2 separate regions of the Mus musculus genome follow, and region 1 is linked to region 2. The links are chromatin contacts, called in public Hi-C maps. All regions are on one chromosome and are shown on one strand. The core of a region is the stretch at or near the end of the contact, and the rest is flanking DNA. Distances in the headings are between cores, read along the strand shown. Region 1 has its middle 65 kb from the start of C530043A13Rik. Region 2 has its middle 53 kb from the start of Pinc.

The links. A called contact is a pair of places that touch in the nucleus more often than the background predicts.
Region 1: a contact with region 2 is called in a Hi-C map of uterus, with 5 times the contacts expected there. The contact joins two enhancer-like sites. A contact is called at or near these places in 3 of 484 Hi-C or Micro-C datasets (the N1E-115 cell line, nephron progenitors and uterus) and 1 of 9 other capture datasets (embryonic stem cells).

What each region holds. Positions count from the first base shown.
Region 1 is chr1:73,593,628-73,596,519 of GRCm38.p6, forward strand. No RefSeq gene overlaps it. Among named protein-coding and RNA genes, the nearest start is that of C530043A13Rik, 65 kb to the left of the region's middle. Within about 2 kb of position 1,569, at least 7 of the 459 cell types and tissues checked have an H3K27ac peak or open chromatin away from gene starts, as enhancers often do. A contact at or near this core is called in uterus, where this site is marked.
Region 2 is chr1:73,459,013-73,462,042 of GRCm38.p6, forward strand. No RefSeq gene overlaps it. Among named protein-coding and RNA genes, the nearest start is that of Pinc, 53 kb to the left of the region's middle. Within about 2 kb of position 1,364, at least 7 of the 459 cell types and tissues checked have an H3K27ac peak or open chromatin away from gene starts, as enhancers often do. A contact at or near this core is called in uterus, where this site is marked.

The sequences.
Region 1 (2,892 bases), core at 319-2,818, 130 kb after region 2:
ACGTTTGTGTTCATTGCTCACAATGTGACCCAAGTTATTTATTCAAACACAAAAGTACATTTTCTAGCTTGGCTTTCCTGAGGCTCCATACCTGTTCTCGCCCATTAATATGCATGAGAGTGACTGTTGGACTAGTTCTGATTAATAAGCAAATACATTTCTGTCTGGCACTCTGGCCTTTATGTTCTGTCTCTTTCTAGGGGTGGTGATGTGTTTACTTTACTATGGTTACTTTGCAATAAGAGACCTAGTATTTATCCTGATACACTCAGTAACTAAACTGCATTCTCTCTGCCTGTTGAACTGTCGACTCCGGCCTTGAGCACACATTGCATATAAAAGATGTTTGTGGGTTTCCTAGGTGTTTTTAATCCACAAGCAAAATGGATCTGGGTCATTTATCCCAGAAAATTTTCTTAAGGGGAGACTCTTTATGAAAATCAAGTGAGGGTGAAAGTCTCCATTCCCTGCCGCCGTCCGTTGCTCATCTTCTGTATTTACTGCCTCTCTGGTTTGCATTAGCGTGCTGACAAGCAGAGCTGTAGACATTTTCACCCACACTCCAACTGCTGCCCTGACTTCAGTTCCAAGTTATGAAACCCAATCTAAACCTTAGAGAGGCGGCTTCAAGCTGGAACTTTAAATCTCAGTTTATAGAGTCCCCCAGGATGATTCCAGGAACCGAGTTGGGAAGGTCCTGGGAATTAGAAACCAAACTACCACCCCCTTCTTCCCCAAGAAGGCTCTGAGGACATCAGAAATGAAACTCATAAAAGACCATTTTCATGATGCCCCAACTGAAAAGAATAGCAAGGGAACATATCTCCCATCTCCCGCCTGGAAACTGTTTATAACAAATCCCAGACTCAATGAGGTGCCTTATTCTTCAAGGTTACTTGGAGGGTATTTTGCAATTCTCCTTGGTCACCTGTTTCAAAATATAAGAGCCGAAAGCCAGGAAAATCTTCCTCATTTTCAAACACAAGTTCTTTCCTCAATCCAGAACATTTGGGTAATTAAAGTGTAACATTTCAGTCCTGGAAGAGGTTCTAAATACCATTTCGTCTGGAGGTCACCGCTAGTGACCCGGAGATTGAGACATATTTTACCAGGGCCATAGAAAGTTTAGTTCTCAGTGTTTTTTGTTTTGTTTTGTTTTTTTTTTATTAGTTGCTAATACCTAAATATCGAAACAGTTTCTTCTTTTAAAAATCGCATATGGCTGATATCTCTAGAGAACTTGCAAGACCTGGAACCAGAATGATCCTCCTTCTGGCAGCCATGAACAGACTTGAGGGCTCTTCAGATTGGAAGGAAAACAATTAACTCCCCATTTACCATGGAGCAGAGCAGGGCAGCTGATGCGATTGACCCTAAATGACTAGGTGCTCTTGGCAGGCATAGTTGAAATCCCTGGTTTTGAATCGGAAAGTGGCCTGAAATGACCAGCGCACCCTCAGCATGCCTCCTGACCTAGGAGGAACACTTCTTCAGTCCTCTCTGTGCTGACCGGGGGACGCTGGAGAAGAAAATAACACAAAGCAGGGAGGAGACGTCAGAAAAGCCAAAGCCTACGATTGATTGCCATGGTCTCACAGTTCCTGGTCGTCCCTGGGTCAGCTCAGCAGGATATTTATAGAACTGTCTGCTATGAGATGTGAAGGAAGATAATTGGGGAAGATAATTGACTGATCCAGGACCCAGGAAAGTTTCCAGGCCAAGGTTTTTAAGACCCAGAATCATTTTTTTTTTTTTTTTATGGCAAGAAGGGAACGCATGTGTGCCTGGATGCGTGTAGTTTGTTTCTGGACTGGTTTCAATGCTTTTCCTCTAGAACAAGGTGAATAAGGGTGGCATACCTGTTTATAGCTATGGAGGGAAGCCCAGAGAACATGAAGAAGGGACTCACAGGAAATATGAAGGGAATATAGGAGAGAGAATTTTGCCTATCAAGAAAATAAAACACAAAGTTTGCAAAATGGATGATTATAAGAGGCAATTCAAATCAAAGGTCATTTTGTTGTTTTTTTGTTTTTTAAAAAAGGCAAGTTTATTTCTCAAGAAATGGTTAAAGTTCATTGGTATTAGTATACAGAAATGATTTAATTCTTTGAGTCTCTAAAAAATGATTGACTGGCAGGAAAAGTACCAATTCTGTGATAATCACGACTTGCCAAGCTAGGAGCAAGCCATAAGGTGAACCTGAGGGTAACACTTACAACACTGAATACTTGATCTCTGAGGCCAGAGCAGGCTGCCACAGGCTGGAAAGGATGTGGCGCCAGCAGTTGACACAAGTGCCACTTGGTCCTGACAAGAACAGAACAACCCTTTGAGAATTATCAACCTAGAACCCATAGGTCTGAAAGCACACAGTGGTATATTTATTATGCACCCATTTTTGTTTGAATGCCAGAAAGTCTTCTAACATAGAGTGTTTCTTTTCTCTGATGGTGAAGAAATTTCTAACTATATTAGAAAATGTATGGGGCAGAGAATATATGCTAAGGTAATTATTTATTAATATTAAAAAACATTCTTATTACATCTGTGCCCTACCCCTTTGCAAACTTGTATTTAATGTTAGCAAACTGAGTGGGTATGAAAGCTGTCCATGTAAAGCAATCCTTTTCAAGAATCATGGCATATTTTTTAAAGTTTTGATGTTTAAAGGGCTTCAAAATGTACAACAAAAATGAAATTAAAAAAAATAAAGTCTTGCAACCCTATAGGAGGAACAACAATATGAACTAACCACTACCCCCAGAGCTCGTGTCTCTAGCTGCATATGTAGCAGAAGATGGCCTAGTTGTCCATCGTTGGGAGGAGAAGCTCTTGGTCTTGAGTAGATTATATGCCCCAGTACAGGGGAATGCCAGGGCCAGGAAGTGG
Region 2 (3,030 bases), core at 114-2,613:
TGGAGACAACTCGTTTAGAGCTGCATGTTCAAACTGTCTGTCTGTTTGCCTGTCTGTCTTTATGTATTATCTTGCTGGGGTCTCTGCTGCAGGAGGAAGCCCCTCTGATGGTGGCTGAATAAGACACCTGAGTAAGACACTGAGTCTAGCAGAATATCATTAGGAGTCACAAAATTCTATTCTTTATATATTACCCAGCCATATTTTGTTACAGTGTTACCAGATCGACTAAGGTGGCCCCATACATGCACTTTGTCACAAAGTGATTGATGATAAAGCAAAATCCTTGCCTCCATCTCAGTTTGTTTGAGAACAATATCTGGCTGCCTTCTTAAGTTATAGAAAAGATAAATATTAAGATACATTTATCCTCAAACAACTCACCAAGAACTATTATCATAATTTTTTGACCTTAGTCATTGATAATGTCATGATATTCTTCTTACCTACTCTCTCTCTCTCTCTCTCTCTCTCTCTCTCTCTCTCTCTCTCTCTCCTCTCTCTCTCTCCCTTACTACCTCCCTCCCTCCCCACCTCAACCATAAGAAAATCAGTCAACTTGATGTTGCTTGACCACAGCTAGATAAACAGATAGGATGCATAGGGCCCACACAGCACAAGTCACCGGACAGGCTCAGCAGCTCCTGTTTTCCAATGGCATTTGCCCTGACAGTCTCACCCCCACCCACTGGGCCCCTGACTTGCTTAAGAACCAGTAAATATCAGACTAAGAGATCTCAAGATTCCTACCAGACCAATTCTCTTCCTTTTAGGGATAGGAAAGCTGAGGCTCTGAGCTAAGCCGAGCTAAGGCAGCCTGTCAGAGTCTCAAGGCTGCACAGTTCACACAGGCTAGTTAGATCTACCACTTGTCTATCTCCCTGGAGGACTCGGCCAGGCACCCAGACTTCTCCAGACCATTTTGGAAGCTAGAACCATTTGGACAACAATCCTCATTTAGTAATCAAGTTTCCTTGGAATAGAAATTTGGGAGATACTGAAGCAGGCGGGATGATCAAGGGATCCGTGGACAAATAATAATCCCAACAGACAGGATACTGTGACCCGGCTGTGCTCCCAAAAGCTCAAGTCATGCTGGGTGTTTTGCTTTGTTGTTCCTTGTTAACTTAAACCCTTCATTGTGTCTCTATTTCTTGTTGTGTGGGAAAGAGGAAGATCTGGAAAGGCACAGGAGATATTTTATTGGTTAGAAATTGGCAAGACCTCATATTCCAGCTTCATCGGTATGCCGAGTCACTGGTGGAGTTGAGTCTTTGCCTCTTGGCTCCTCCTGGGCTCTGTAAATTCACGCTTTTTAAATTTTACACAGCAGTTTACGGGCTGTGAAGAGGGGAAACCGGGGGATCTGTCGTCAGGGGCTGCACTGAGCAATGAGAATCTTCTCCGTACTTCTTTTCTTTCCTCGCAGTATGAGTCTTGTAAATGATGATTCAGACTCCCTGGGGGAGAGGGAAAGGGGGACTTGGGGGTAAGGCATGAAAGAGCATAAAGGTTGTGAAGAGACCTTCTGGAAATCTGAGACACTGTCTGTCTCTAATCAGCTTGGTTATTTGGGGGGCAAGACAATGTTCTGTTGCTAATCCTCCCTGCCTGTCAAGTGAGAAGGAGGGAATGTATGGTCCTGTGATTTTAGGTGGCATTTCTCAATATGGTTTATGAGTGCATATTCTGAGGGGAGTATTTAAGAGACATGTGGAAGGCTCTAAAGAACTCAAGACTATAAAATGTTCAATGCTCTCCAGCTTCCCGAGAGCATCACGACCTACATAGAGCATCCACACAGCAGCCAGATGGTCACTTAGAGACAGTAAGTGACAGATCTGCCCTGACATAAGAAGCTTCCAAAAAAGCTAACCTTGAGAAAAAAAATGTTATTTGTAGAAAAGTCGAATGAAAAACCAGATAAACTGGTAAAACTTTATTGATAGAAGGAAGATGGAAAAAGATAAATAGAGCAGACATTTTATGAGTTTACTGCCTCTATTAACACAGCTGGGCCAGAATGGAAGGCGATAACATTGAGAAATTCGTCATCATCAACAGCTCTTTGTGAAAATTTAATAAAATCTCATTGGACGTCAGTCATCTTTGAAGCACTTTCTGATTATTACCTTACATATTCTCTTGTGAAATGAAACTATGTTGCCTGTCTCTTATGGGTAAGGAGAATGGGAGGACCCACACAGCCTGCATCCCATGTGCAACAATACCCAAGGGATGAAGCATCTTTTGCAAAGACCTAAGCTCGGCCCCTACCGATCAGAAACTCTCAGAGGACCTTGGGGCCTGCTCTGACTTTCCATTTTGAAATTTTTCTTTGTGATTAATATGCACTGTATGTGCTGACTAATGGGATTCATTGTCATATTTAGTACATGAAGACCACAAGCTCTAATCAAACCCAGCTTCCCTTCCCAGCTTCTAAGAATCACCAATCAGCACTGAAGCCCTGGTTTGTTTCCTGCCTTCCGAAGCAGAAGTGAACTAATGATATCATCTGGAAGCATAAGTGAACTAATGATATCATCTGGAAGCATAAGTGAACTAATGATATCATCTGGAAGCTCCCAGCAGAAAGAAAGGACAAAGGTGGCTTTTAGGGTAGAAAAGAAAAATTAGATCTGTTCCCAAAATGCTTTATGGCCAATCTTGAGCTCACTGAGCCTCTGACTAGTCTTTTAATACAATGTCCTTGTCTGACTTAAGAGAGACTTCTGGAAGAGACTCAGCCTTTTCACCGAATCCTCCACCTCTATTCTAGCCTCCCCTAGCTCTGACCTCTCTGGAACTGGAGAGGTACTTGAGTTCTTTGCAGGTGGTAGAACAAGAGGAAGGGTGACCTCATGGGAGAAGGCTTGGGGTCAGCATCTGTGAGTCACTGCTAAGAGTGACTGACTCCTCCGTCCAGTGGCCAGCAAGAGGTATGTGGTCAAATCTTTACTTTCTCTTGAGTTGTGCTATAGGCCCCTTGGGTTTTCTACTAAGCATCCCATACCAGATGAGGTGTTA